Linked DNA regions of Sus scrofa: regions 2 and 3 are each linked to region 1. A link is a contact called in public Hi-C and HiChIP or PLAC-seq data. All regions are on one chromosome and are shown on one strand. Each heading gives the region's core, a stretch centred on a gene start, on an enhancer-like site or on the middle of the called end of the contact. The rest is flanking DNA. Distances are from core to core; before and after follow the strand shown.

Region 1 (3,824 bases), core at 779-3,278:
ATGTTTTAGTTTTGTGTGTACAGCAAAGTGACTCATGTATGCGTATACATATATCTATTCTTTCTCATATTCTTTTCCCATATAGGTTTATTAGAAAATGTTGAGTAGAGTTCCCTGTGCTATACAGTAGGTCCTTGTTATATACACCATTCTTGTTTTTTTGTTTTTTGTTTTCTTTTTAGGGCCGTACTGCGGCATATGGAAGTTGTCAGGCTAGGGGTCGAAGCAGAGTTACAGCTGCTGGCCTACATCACAGCCACAGCAACACTGGATCCGAGCCATGTATGCGACCTACACCACAGCTCACGGCAATGCCGGATCCTTACCCACTGATCAAGGCCAAAGATCAAACCCGCAACCTCATGGTTCTGAGTCGGATTTGTTTCCTCTGTGCCACGACAGGCACTCCAATAATAATTTTTTAAAAGTTCACCTGACCGCCCTGTAGAGGGAGGTCAGAAAGGGCCAAGAGGAGAGAGGCAGGAAGATCCACTGAGGGTTGTGGTCCAGGCTAAGAGGGAAGGATGTTCTGGATGGGGGGAGAGGCACTGGGAAGTACAAGTTAAGAGACTGGAGTGGTATTTAGGAGGTAGAATTGTTGTACCAGGTGGTTGGATGTGGTGAGGGGAGAGGGAGAGACGGAAGTACAAGCAGGCTGGAGCCATTTGCTCGGAGCGGAGCAGGCTTAGGGGAGAAAGTGATGAGTTTAGGGAAATGCGGCAGGATGAGTGAAGATGTTGGAAGGACATGTGCAGGGAGATGTCTAGGAGGCAGTGGGATATACAGGCCTGGAGGCCAGGAGAGAGCTCTGGGTTGGAGACAGAGGTCAAGGTGTCATTCTGTCCTTCATTTTAATACACTCCTCATGAAATCCTAGTGGGGACTCAAAGGTTCGTCAGACATGGTCCTTGCCTTCCAGGAGCTTGTATGCTGGTATTGAAAACAGATGAGTCTAGAGAACAAATAGCATATAAAATGTATAATATGCTGGTATTGAGAACAGATGAGTCTATAAAACAAATAGCATATAAAACAAATGGGGAGTTTCCATTGTGGCTCAGCAGGTTAAGAACCTGACACAGTGTCTGTGAGGATGCAGGTTCCATTCCTGGCCTTCCTCAGTGGGTTAAGGATCTGGCATTGCCACAAGCTGCGGCGTAGTTTTGCACATGTGGCTCAGATCAGGTGTTGCTGTGTCTGTACCGTAGGCCAGCAGCTGCAGCTCTGATTCAGCCCTTAGCCTGGGAACTTCCTTATGCTGTAGGTGCGGCCCTAATAAGAAAAAGACAAAAAAGAAAAACCTGATATGGACAAACACAAGAGCAGAGACAACCCGAGAAGGCCTCCTGGAGGAGGCAGTGCCCAAGCTAAGGCCTGACAGAGGAGGTGGAATTAGACAAGGCTTTGCTGTTTATCTGCAGGTGGTCCCACCAGCAGTTTCTCCCTAGACTGTGCTATTCACTTGCGCTCATCTTCTCTTTTTCACAGTCATCTGTGAGTTCTACCTCAGTTGCCTCCCAAATGAAGACTCGTTCCCCTTTGGAGTCTCGAGAGGCTGAGATGCTTCGGGAAGTGTACCTGGTGCTGTGGGCCATTCGGAAACAACTGCGGCAGCTGGCCCGCAGGCAGGAGAGGCGGCGTCGGCGCCACATCCGGGCCCACACCTGCCCCCAAACTGACCCAGTTCAGAGCCTGAAACAGGATGCCCGGAGTCCCCTCTAAGGTGGGAACCCCACATCCTCAGCCCTCACCTCACTCTTAGGTAAGGTTGATAGGAGAGGTTGGGGCAGCAGGCCACGGGTTGTGAGTGAGGAGAAGTTTTCATACTGTCACCTCTTATCAGGACCCCAAGGCCTGGCCTGGGGTCACACATATTCCCCTTCATTCCTTTTATTCAATTTGTAAAAAATTATCAAACTGTTGGGAAATAAATATCAGATATTTCTGAGTAGATGTAGAAGCGTGTTTGTGGTTGACCAGAGGCAAAGAGGGGAACTTGAGTGGGACAGGGAGAGTCACCTGAGAACAGGGAGGGTGGGGGGGCGCGGGGTTGGGCCCACAAGCCTTTTAGGAGCTGATTGCCTTTGGCAACTCTGCCCGGCCAGTAGCAATAGCTTCGGCGCCCATCCATCGAGGACACGCTGGGTACCAGATGCGGAGCCCACGCTCTCCCTGGAAATCCCACAAGTGAGACTGCTGCAGATGTTATGGGACTTGTCCAAGACCCCACAGCGAATGACACCTCGCAGGAAACTCCGCCTCCGCAGCCCACGGCCCTGCCTCTCTGGCGCTCCCCGGCTCGGCCAGGGCGAGGGTCAGTGCCCTGCGCCTGGGGTCGGCGGACAAACAGCGGGCCGTCTAGCCACGCCCCCACTGAGAGCTGCGGAAAACTACACTTCCCAGGGTTCCCCGCGGCGACGTGGCGCTGCCGGGGGCAGAGGGCCCGGGCTGGGGGCGGGGCCGCCGGGGTCGCAGTCGGAAGACTCGGGAGGGTGTCCGCCTGACGCCGCGGGAGCGAAGGCCGGGCGGGAGGCCTTGGCCTTCCGGAGGGAGGTAGAGGGGAAGGGGACAACACAAGGGAAGACCGAGGAGCCGCAAGTTCCCTCTACGGCTTAGCTCACCCGCTTACCCAGGCCACGCGGAGGCGCAGAGGTGGTTCGCCAAGGAAAAGCGTGGATATTTCGCCAGACGGCAAAATTCTGGGATGTCAGAGTTACAGGGCTTGGAGGTGGGGGAGAGCAAAGGTTGGCAGCAGGTCCCGAGCCTAGAGGGCAGCAGAGGCCCCGGGACCGAGGGAGGGACTGCTGTGTCGCTGGGTCTTGGTCCGGGAGAGGTCGGCCCTGAGGAGCAGGTGGTGGGCGTGAGCAAGGCTGGGGGCCAGAGAGGAACAGCAGGGACGGTTTGCAGATTCCCAGCACCCAGTTCACTAGAAGAGTCAGCAAATTCTCCTGCCGCCATCTCCCTCATCCGCAACTCTGGCAGGGTTGGGCTCCATTGCTGGGAATCTGGGTGGCCTCTCCCAAAAGACCGGAGTAGCAGTGGGCTACCCAGCCCTATGCCCTGCAGCTCTGCTACCCTGATCCTGTTAGCTGTGCACGGTGCCCCAACATTTACAGTCCTGGTAATATCGCTCACACTTATCAAACACCCACCGTGACTATTCTTATATCTTGTTCTAAGTAACTCTCACAATAGCTTTATGATGAAGTCTTATCACTTCCATTTTTTCGCGAGGAAAATTGAGGGACAGAACGGGGTATGTTTAAGGTCATGTAGCTTTTCATTCGTCCTATGAATGAGTCTGGCTCCCACAGGACATATTACAGGTACACACACGTAACATAGCAGGTGTTCCATACATGAACACGGTGACTTCGCCAGGAATGAGTGCTGAGTTTAGCCTGAAGCCAGGCAGGGCCTCAAAATATTGTAATACCGGGGGGCTCAAATCTGGGGCTTTCACTTACTGGTTATTCACCACCTGTCCATAAGTGCCAGGAACTTTTCTGGGGCTGAAAAGGTGGTACAGGGTCTGTGTCCCAGGAAGTTTGAGATTTAATGGGTCTTAGGGCTTTGGAGTAGTGCCTCTCTGTCTAAGATCCAGCATCAGCCCCTCCAAGTCCTTAGAGATGTGTTCCTCTTCCTACTGGGGACTTAGGGTTCCAGTGAGAGGAGGGTAGGGTAGGGTAAAGCCCCCTGAGGGTCACTGCAAGTAGCTATAGGCCCAGGAGCCGATGGTCTTGAGGCTGTGGGCTTGGGGGAAGGAATACTGCTTCCATTCTTCTTTGGTTTCTTCAGCGTCTTGGGAATGTGAGGAGAGAGGA
Region 2 (3,738 bases), core at 1,067-3,566, 300 kb before region 1:
ATGAGAGCTCCAGGGAGATTTGTTTGGGTCTGTGGAGCCAAGTGACAGGGGCGCTGGCCAGTGTAATGTAACTCAGTGGATACCGAATTAGCTTGCCTTCGAAGTGCTCCTGGGTGGTCAGAGCGTGGAAGAAATGACCTCACACTCACAGAGGAGACCAAGGATGATTTTTAAGACTGGAATGAAGGAGTTCCTGTTGTGGCGCAGTGGAAACGAATCTGATTAGTATCCGTGAGGATGTAGGTTCCATCCCTGGCCTCGCTCAGTGGGTTAAGGATCCAGTGTTGATATGAACTGTGGTGTAGGTCACAGACGCAGCTCGGATCTGGGGTTGCTGTGACTGCGGCGCAGGCCGGCAGCTACAGCTCCAATATGACTCCTAGTCTGGGAACCTCCATATGCCAATAGTGCGGCCCTAAAAAGCAAAAGAAAAAAGAGGATTGGCGTGGAAAATCTGATATTATCACCATGGAGGGGGGAAATAATAGGATTTCTGCCAAATTATAGATCTTTGAGGTCAGCAGCCCTGTTTCACAAATCTTGCAAACTAGGCCAGTGATCTCATGGTGCACAGTAGATGTTCAAGAAAGGTTTCATTTTATTCATTCCTTGATTGGTATACACTAGTCATTAGGAACTGGATTACATGCCCGGGGATGGGGGCTGAGGATTCCATGATAGGGAATCCACTGGGTATTTTCTTACCTCTGGTGCCCTCCTCTCTTTGGCTGAGGGAGTGCTGGTGCTCAGGGGTCAGAAATACGAGATTTGAATGTGTGCTGAGCTGTTGCCTCTCTTTACTCCTCTGTCTCATCAGCTCCTCACTCCACACAGCCTCATTTCTCTATGCCTCTGGGTTTCTCTTCCATTCAGGCCATGTACCCCCCACCCTGTAAGGTATGGGTGAAGCGCATTCCCCATCAAAAGAGACAGTTCCAGGGATAACCCAGAGAAGCTGAAAACGAAGGGAGACTGGGCTCGGCTCGGGAGGGGAGGAGGGAATTCCCAGCCCTGACCTGGTCTGCCTGGCTCCAGCCAAGCCGGCTGTTTCCTGCCCTCCGTGACCCCCCACCCCGGAGCAGGACCCAGGCAGGGCTATGAGGAAGGGCAGGGGTGTGGGGAGCACTACTTGCGGCAGCAAGATAAGTGCGCTGGGACAAGAGGTCATTGCAGGCCTGGCCGTTCTCTGTGGATTAGAGGGGCTTGGCAGCCCCCCAGATATCAGGGACTCCTCTTTCCCTCTCTCTAGGCGCCTCAGCTCCTCTAGTCTCGGTCCGCTTAAATACCTTCGGAGTCTAAGCTCTTTCCTTCCAGCTTTTCCACTGACGGACTTTTTGCAGCACCATCTCCCACGCTATAGGTGCTCCAAGGTACAAAGGGGTAGGTGGGAGGAGCGCTGCTTTCCTGGACCCTCCCCTCTAACTGATGAGATGGGGGGCGGGAGGGTGACGGGGAGGAAGGGCCCTCCCAGCCAGGCCTAGGGCCCTCAGGAGCCAGACAGGAAACAGCCTCAGGAAAGACAGACAGCAGCAGCCCCGGCCGAACCTCAGGGGTCAGGGCTGCGGGTGTCCCGGAGCCCTCCGAAACGCGGCAGTGAGTGAGGACCATGATTTGGGAATCCATCCCGACCACTCACTCTGTCGGACCCAACTACCTTTTATTTTCCGATGCTGCCTCGGCTTTTCATACCCCTCCCCATCGCAACCCAGGTGCCCTTCTTCCTCCGCACGCTTTTCAGCACTAGGTTGCGAGTACAGCAGATCCCCAATACTTAATGTTTGTTGAATGATTCTGTGAACTTCGCTCTAGGGTTATCTAAGCTGAGATCACTGCCTTGGGCAGTGGGCCACCCTTCACCCTCAAAAGCTTCCCCCTAAACCGGTCCCCCAGCGCCAACGAGAGAGCGGTGGGCGCATCTAGAAGATTCCAAAATCAGTAGGAAGATCGGATGGGGCTTCGAGTGTGGGGACCTCCATGCTGCTGGGTGTGTTTCTCCGCTCCCCGGTGTCTGCCAGGCTCAGATCTGCCCCGGGGGTCGCCGGGCTCCCGCCCGGACACGCGCGGTCTGGGCCAGGGCGCACGGCCGCGATGCAGGTCTGGGCGGTCCCCGGGCTCCGCGCCCGCCGCCCCTCCCCCTGCTCCAAACTTTCTCCCAACTTCCCGACCTGCTCCGCTCAGCGCCCCGCTCTGCTTCCCTCATGAATTATTCAGCAGCGCCCGCTCCAATCAGCGCGCCCCGGCCCCCTCGCCGAGCCCGGGCTTTCGGGGGGGGGGTTCCCCCGCCCCCCAAGCGCCCCTCCCTCCCCAGCCAGGCGCCGCCCGGCCGAGTCCCAGCCCGGCCCAGCCCCAGCCCGCCCGGCCCCGCGCTGCAGTCTCCCTCCCTCCCGCTCCCGGCCCTGCCCCGACTCCCACCCTCCCAGCCGGCGCGGAGCGTACTCAGCCCGGTCGCGCGAGCAGCACCACTCCAGGGAGTGGGGGGAGACCGCGAACGGCCAGCCCACCCCTAGCCAGCCAGGGCGGGACCCCGAAGCCCCGGGGGGACCTCGACTCCAGCCACGTCTCGCTCTGCTCTCGCCCGACGCAGCCGCTGCCAGGACGCCCCCAGCCCACCGGTCTGCGCGCGCGGCGGGGACGCAGGGCCACACCTGGGCGCCAACACCCGGTGCCCGGTGCGGCCACATGGGCCCGCGCTGAGGGCCCCGACCGAGTCCCGCGCGGGTAGTCGGCGTCCACCCGCTCAGGGAGGGGTTCAGACCTGGGGGGGCTAGCGCCCCCCAAACTCGGATCGGATCCAACCGGAGAGAGGCGGCGCCATGGAGCTCCGGGCTCTGCTTTGCTGGGCTTCGCTTGCAGCCGCTTTAGAAGGTGAGTTTTCCTGGGGGCGCCCCGCCACTTCGGGGGTCCCCGAAGATAGGCCTCGGAGTGTAGGGGCCGACCTCTGTCTTCCCCTAACCCGACACCCCAACCCTGAACACTCCAGACCAATAGTGCTGGCTCGGGAGGGGGGCGGGGAGGAGGCGGCCCAGCGGGGAGTGGAGTTTTCTTTTGTTTGGGAAAGCGATGGAGTCGAGCTCCGTCCCGGGACGCGGACCTGCCCCGGTCCCGGCTCCTCAAGCTCTTACTCTGGCCTCCAAACACCCTGCCAGCCTTTCCTTTTCTCCGTACAACGATCTTCAAAACTCTTTCCAAAATTTCTGTCCCTCTTCCCACCTCCGCCAAACATGAGGAAACGTTCCTGGAGGCACCACGGCAGACAAGGCAGAACTTTGTGCTCGGCCGTAAAACTACCGCGGCCCCCATTCCTCAGCCTTCACACCTTGATCCTACACTTCCACACACCTCGGGCCGGACGGCCCCCTTCTGCACTCACTCCAAACTTGCGAATCCCTCCCAAAGCCACAGCCCCTGCTGCAGGAAGGCCCCCTCCCTGGTTTCTCCAGGCTGCACCCCAGCCCTTTAAATGCTGTCTAGACCCCAGCCCTGTTCCAGACCCACCAGAGTCCTTTCCTCTAACCCTATTGGCTGGTAAAAACTGACCTACACGACCCTCTTGTCACCAGAACTCAGCCTAACTATCACCTCCTAGTCTCTTTACATTTCTATTTTTTCTGCATTTCCCCCCCCCCACATGTTACTTTATTCATGAGTCTTTGCCCTCCCCTCAACCCCTAGAAGGGGAGCAGAGAGCCCCATAAACCCTCCTCCCATAGCCCTAATCTCCTTTCAGTGAGCTGCCTC
Region 3 (3,782 bases), core at 452-2,951, 340 kb before region 1:
CGGTGGGAGGGAGGGGATGAGGCTCTCCCTGGAGCCTAAGAGGGCACGGGGTCAGGAAGCAGCCTGCCTCCCCCTACTCTCCATCTCCATTCCGCAGGCCCCAGGGAGGGGCTGGCTTGCCTGAGGCCGAACCTTCTCTTTCCTTCCGCAGGGACCCCAATGACCCCTGGGATTCCAAAGCCCCGCAGTGGCCCCCGTACACGGCGGGAGCGCAGCAGTACGTGAGCCTGAACCTGCGGCCGCTGGAGGTGCGACGCGGGCTGCGTGCCCAGGCCTGCGCCTTCTGGAACCGCTTCCTACCCAAATTGCTCAGCGCCACAGGTACGCAGAAGCCCGCAGGCAGGGCTGGGCGGAGGAACGGGAAAGGGGCGCGGAGAGAGAGAGGGGTGCGGGAGCCGGCAGGGTATAACCCCTCTCTTCTCCCCCCAGCCTCGGAGGCCCCCTGCACCTGCTCAGGCCCCGCCCACGGGGAGGCTGCCCCGAGGCCCAGGCCCGGCCTCCCCCTATCCCTCCTCCTCCTCTTCCTCTCCCGGTTCCTGCGGCTGTGACCATGGCCTCTTCCCCCTCCGGCCTCAGGGGGCCCCTCCTCTAAAGAGTGGTCGGACCGTGGGGAAGGGCCCCACTCAGGGATCTCCGACCCAGCGCCCCCTCCCTCCTCAAACCGAGAAACTCAAACTGGACAGGGCTGGGGGGCTGGAGAGGACCGGTGACCCATCTCAGGGACCCACACGCCTTCGTTGTCTAAGTGGAAATGAAAAAGCCAATTTTCTTTTTTATATAAAATTATTCTTTGGAGCCTGAGCTTGGTGTTGGGGAGAGAGTGAGGCCCTGGGGCTAGATAGCACCACACAGTGGGGCTATAACCGCCAACCATTTCTGTCTCTTCTCTTTTCCCCACCAACCCACGGATCCTCCTCCTCTGACCCCTTCTGTGCCCGTCTTCCGGTCATTTTCTCCCCCTCCCTCCTCCTTCCCGCCATCCTTCTCCGGCCCCGCCTCTATCCTTGTCCTCTTTCTGGTCTTCCGTCTTCCCTCTTTCGCATATTCTCCTGATCCTCTTTCCACCATCCCACATGGCCTCCTACATTCTCCGTGTGTCCTCCCCGAACTGCCCCCCACCCACCCCCGCACGTCCATTCCCTTCCTTTCCATTGTCCTCCCCGCACCCACTTGCCGGGCGCCCTGGCCGCAGACACGCTGGACGAGGCGGAGCGCCAGTGGAAGGCCGAGTTCCACCGCTGGAGCTCCTACATGGTGCACTGGAAGAACCAGTTTGACCATTACAGCAAGCAGGATCGCTGCTCAGACCTGTGATCCAGGCGGGACCCCACGTCCCTCTGCCCTGCCCGCCTCGCCCAGCCCCCCCAGCTGTATATACTATTTATTTAAGGGCTGGGATATAACAGAGAGGATTCCTAGACCCTGCCCACCCACCTTTCCCCTGGGGCTCCCCGCCCTCTGCATGTCTCGGGCCGAGCCCCCTCCCCCACGGTGCCTTCGCCCCTCTGGGCTGCCAATAAACTGTTATCAGCCACAGAAGTGTGCGCGACTGGGGCTGGGATCTGGGAAGAAAGCCTCAACCACCGGGTGAATGGAAGCGTGGGTGCGAAAGCCGGTGGGACGGATTGATCGCTGGCGTGGGAGGGGGGGCCGGCGCCCGCCCCGCGAGGCGGAGCTCGCGCCTGCGCGGTGACGCCGGCGACGCGGCGGTGCATTGTGGGAGCCCCGCGGCTCGGCCTCGACGTTAAGGGGCGGCCTCTCTCTCCGCTGCTACGTGGGGCCCGCACGCCGAGTCTGCCCGCAGCTGGCTCGAGCCTCGGGGCCGAGAGGACGCGCTGGAGCCCGGAGTTCGCTTCGCGCCGCACGGAGACCGCACCTGCCCGGCCCAGCGACCACCGCGCCCACCCACCGCCCTGGAGCCGCTGAAGGATGTCCACTTGGGCCTGGACCCGCCCGCCCGCGGCCCCGCTCGCCTGGCTCTCCTCTCGGGCCATTACCTCTATTACCACTACGGCTGCGACGGCCTGGATGACCGGGGCTGGGGCTGCGGTTACCGCACTCTGCAGACTTTGTGCTCGTGGCCAGAGGGCCGGCCGACGGGGGTACCCGGGCTGGCTGCCGTGCAGGCGGCCCTGGAGGACATGGGAGACAAGCCACCCGGCTTCCGGGGCTCTCGGAGCTGGATCGGGTGTGTAGAGGCCAGCCTCTGCCTGGATCATTTCGGGGGGCCTCAGGGGCGCCTATGCCACGTGCCCCGTGGAGCAGGGCTTCAGGGGGAGCTGGAGAGGCTCTACTCTCACTTTGCAGGAGGCGGGGGGCCTGTAATGGTTGGCGGGGATGCAGATGCCCAGGCCAAGGCCTTGTTGGGAGTGTGCCTGGGGCCAGGCACAGAAGCCTATGTCCTGGTATTGGACCCTCACTGCTGGGGTGCTCCGAAAAACCCCAGTGAATTACAGGCTGCTGGGTGGGTGGGCTGGCAAGAGGTAAGCACAGCCTTTGACCCCAACTCCTTCTACAACCTGTGCTTGACCAGCTGTAACTCGGAAAAGCAGCGAAATGCCTTGGACTGAGGCTAAGATCCCAGAACCAAAACATCTCTAGTTCCATATACACTCACCTACCCCCAACTCAAAGGCAGAGGCTGCCTGACATCAGGCCCCCAGGAAGTCCCAGCAAAACCTGGGACCTTTGGTGTCAATAAAGTGGCAAGGCCCAGCTACCCATGGCCCCAGTCAATCTTTGGGAGAATGTGGGGAGGTGTATATTATACACTAAGTAAAGAGTGTGACCGTGGAAGTGCTTTTATCGGCAGTAAGGCTGAACGTACAAAAACTTCTCAGAGTTGGATGGGACAAAGCAGTCATATTTGTAGATGATACCAGGAGTGAGGAAAAGATGGCTCAAAAGAAATCCACGTCGTCTGGAGCATCCAGGTCACGGTATTCCACAATGGCCCGTGGGTCTCCACGGACCATCCTTTGAGATAAGAAAGAGGTAAGATAGGATGATGAGAGCTGACCCCAAAAGGGAGCAAGAATATTTAGGCAGCCCATTCTCACCTGTTTCGAGGTTTCCCAGGATAACCTCCCTGGCCTCGGAAGGCATCATAGTTCCCTCGGCCAGCACCATAGGGAGCATGGGGGTACGGAGGCCCTCCTGTGGGGACTGCAGGGCGAACGGCACCAGCTATGAAAAACATCAATGTTGAGCTGAAAAACCGTGACCTCAACTACATCCTAGCTAAGTTTTCTTTCTCTCGGCCCCTCACCATCATCAAGTCCTTTTGACTCCCTCTTACACTTACCTCCATAGCCCAAGATGGGGGGCCGAGGCTGACCATAGGGCATCAGGCCCTGGGGAGTCTGGTGCGGGTAGGGGAGTCCCGGAGTCAGGCCTGGGGGGAGTACAACACGGACAGGAACATGAATTACTGCGGGGGGGGGGGGGACAACTGCTTTTTAGTGATTTGGCTCGAGAATGGGAGGAGACTTTTCAGGTATGACACGTTAAAGAGAACCGGGAGTCTCAATAGTCAAGGAACAGGGGATGTGGCTGACCCTCACGGATCGTATCTTACTCTGGGCAGGGCCAGGTGGCTGAGCTGGCTTGATCTCGGGCAGAGCTGGGCGCTTGGCATCCGTAAGAAAGTTGTTAAAAAACGCCACCTCCTTCTTCACTTCCTCAATTTTCTCTGCATGCTTGTTGAAGATATGTTTGCGCACAAACTCAGGGCCCTAGGGGAGAGGAGGGGTCAGGACAGAGGTGCCAGTGCAGGTTCCCTA

The links. Hi-C and Micro-C count contacts between places; a contact is called where the count stands out from the background. HiChIP or PLAC-seq counts read pairs in DNA pulled down with a chosen protein or histone mark.
Region 2: a Hi-C map of fetal skeletal muscle shows a contact between it and region 1, with 2.4 times the contacts expected there. The contact joins the promoter of EPHB4 here to the promoter of LOC110259879 in region 1. A contact is called at or near these places in 1 of 5 promoter capture datasets (fetal skeletal muscle), 6 of 47 Hi-C or Micro-C datasets (embryonic fibroblasts, fetal skeletal muscle, liver and 3 more) and 1 of 2 datasets of contacts at active chromatin or transcription factors (alveolar macrophages).
Region 3: a contact with region 1 is called in an H3K27ac HiChIP or PLAC-seq map of alveolar macrophages. The contact joins the promoter of UFSP1 here to the promoter of LOC110259879 in region 1.

What each region holds. Positions count from the first base shown.
Region 1 is chr3:8,389,072-8,392,895 of Sscrofa11.1, reverse strand. LOC110259879 reads left to right here and starts at 2,028. Exons shown (of 2, transcript XM_021086226.1): 1 at 2,028-2,553; 2 at 3,799-3,824. The coding sequence starts at 2,203. It overlaps LOC100514038 (TSC22 domain family protein 4), which reads left to right. Exons shown (of 6, transcript XM_013995454.2): 6 at 1,489-1,951. The coding sequence ends at 1,722.
Region 2 is chr3:8,688,356-8,692,093 of Sscrofa11.1, reverse strand. It overlaps EPHB4 (ephrin type-B receptor 4), which reads left to right and starts at 2,316. Exons shown (of 17, transcript XM_003124371.5): 1 at 2,316-2,865. The coding sequence starts at 2,814.
Region 3 is chr3:8,730,208-8,733,989 of Sscrofa11.1, reverse strand. UFSP1 (inactive Ufm1-specific protease 1) reads left to right here and starts at 1,701. Exons shown (of 1, transcript XM_003354480.4): 1 at 1,701-2,719. The coding sequence starts at 2,142. The coding sequence ends at 2,570. SRRT (serrate RNA effector molecule homolog) reads right to left here. Exons shown (of 21, transcript XM_003354479.3): 18 at 3,578-3,734; 19 at 3,305-3,394; 20 at 3,060-3,186; 21 at 2,786-2,976. The coding sequence ends at 2,901. ACHE (acetylcholinesterase) reads left to right here. Exons shown (of 5, transcript XM_003354481.4): 4 at 152-321; 5 at 1,193-1,539. The coding sequence ends at 1,314.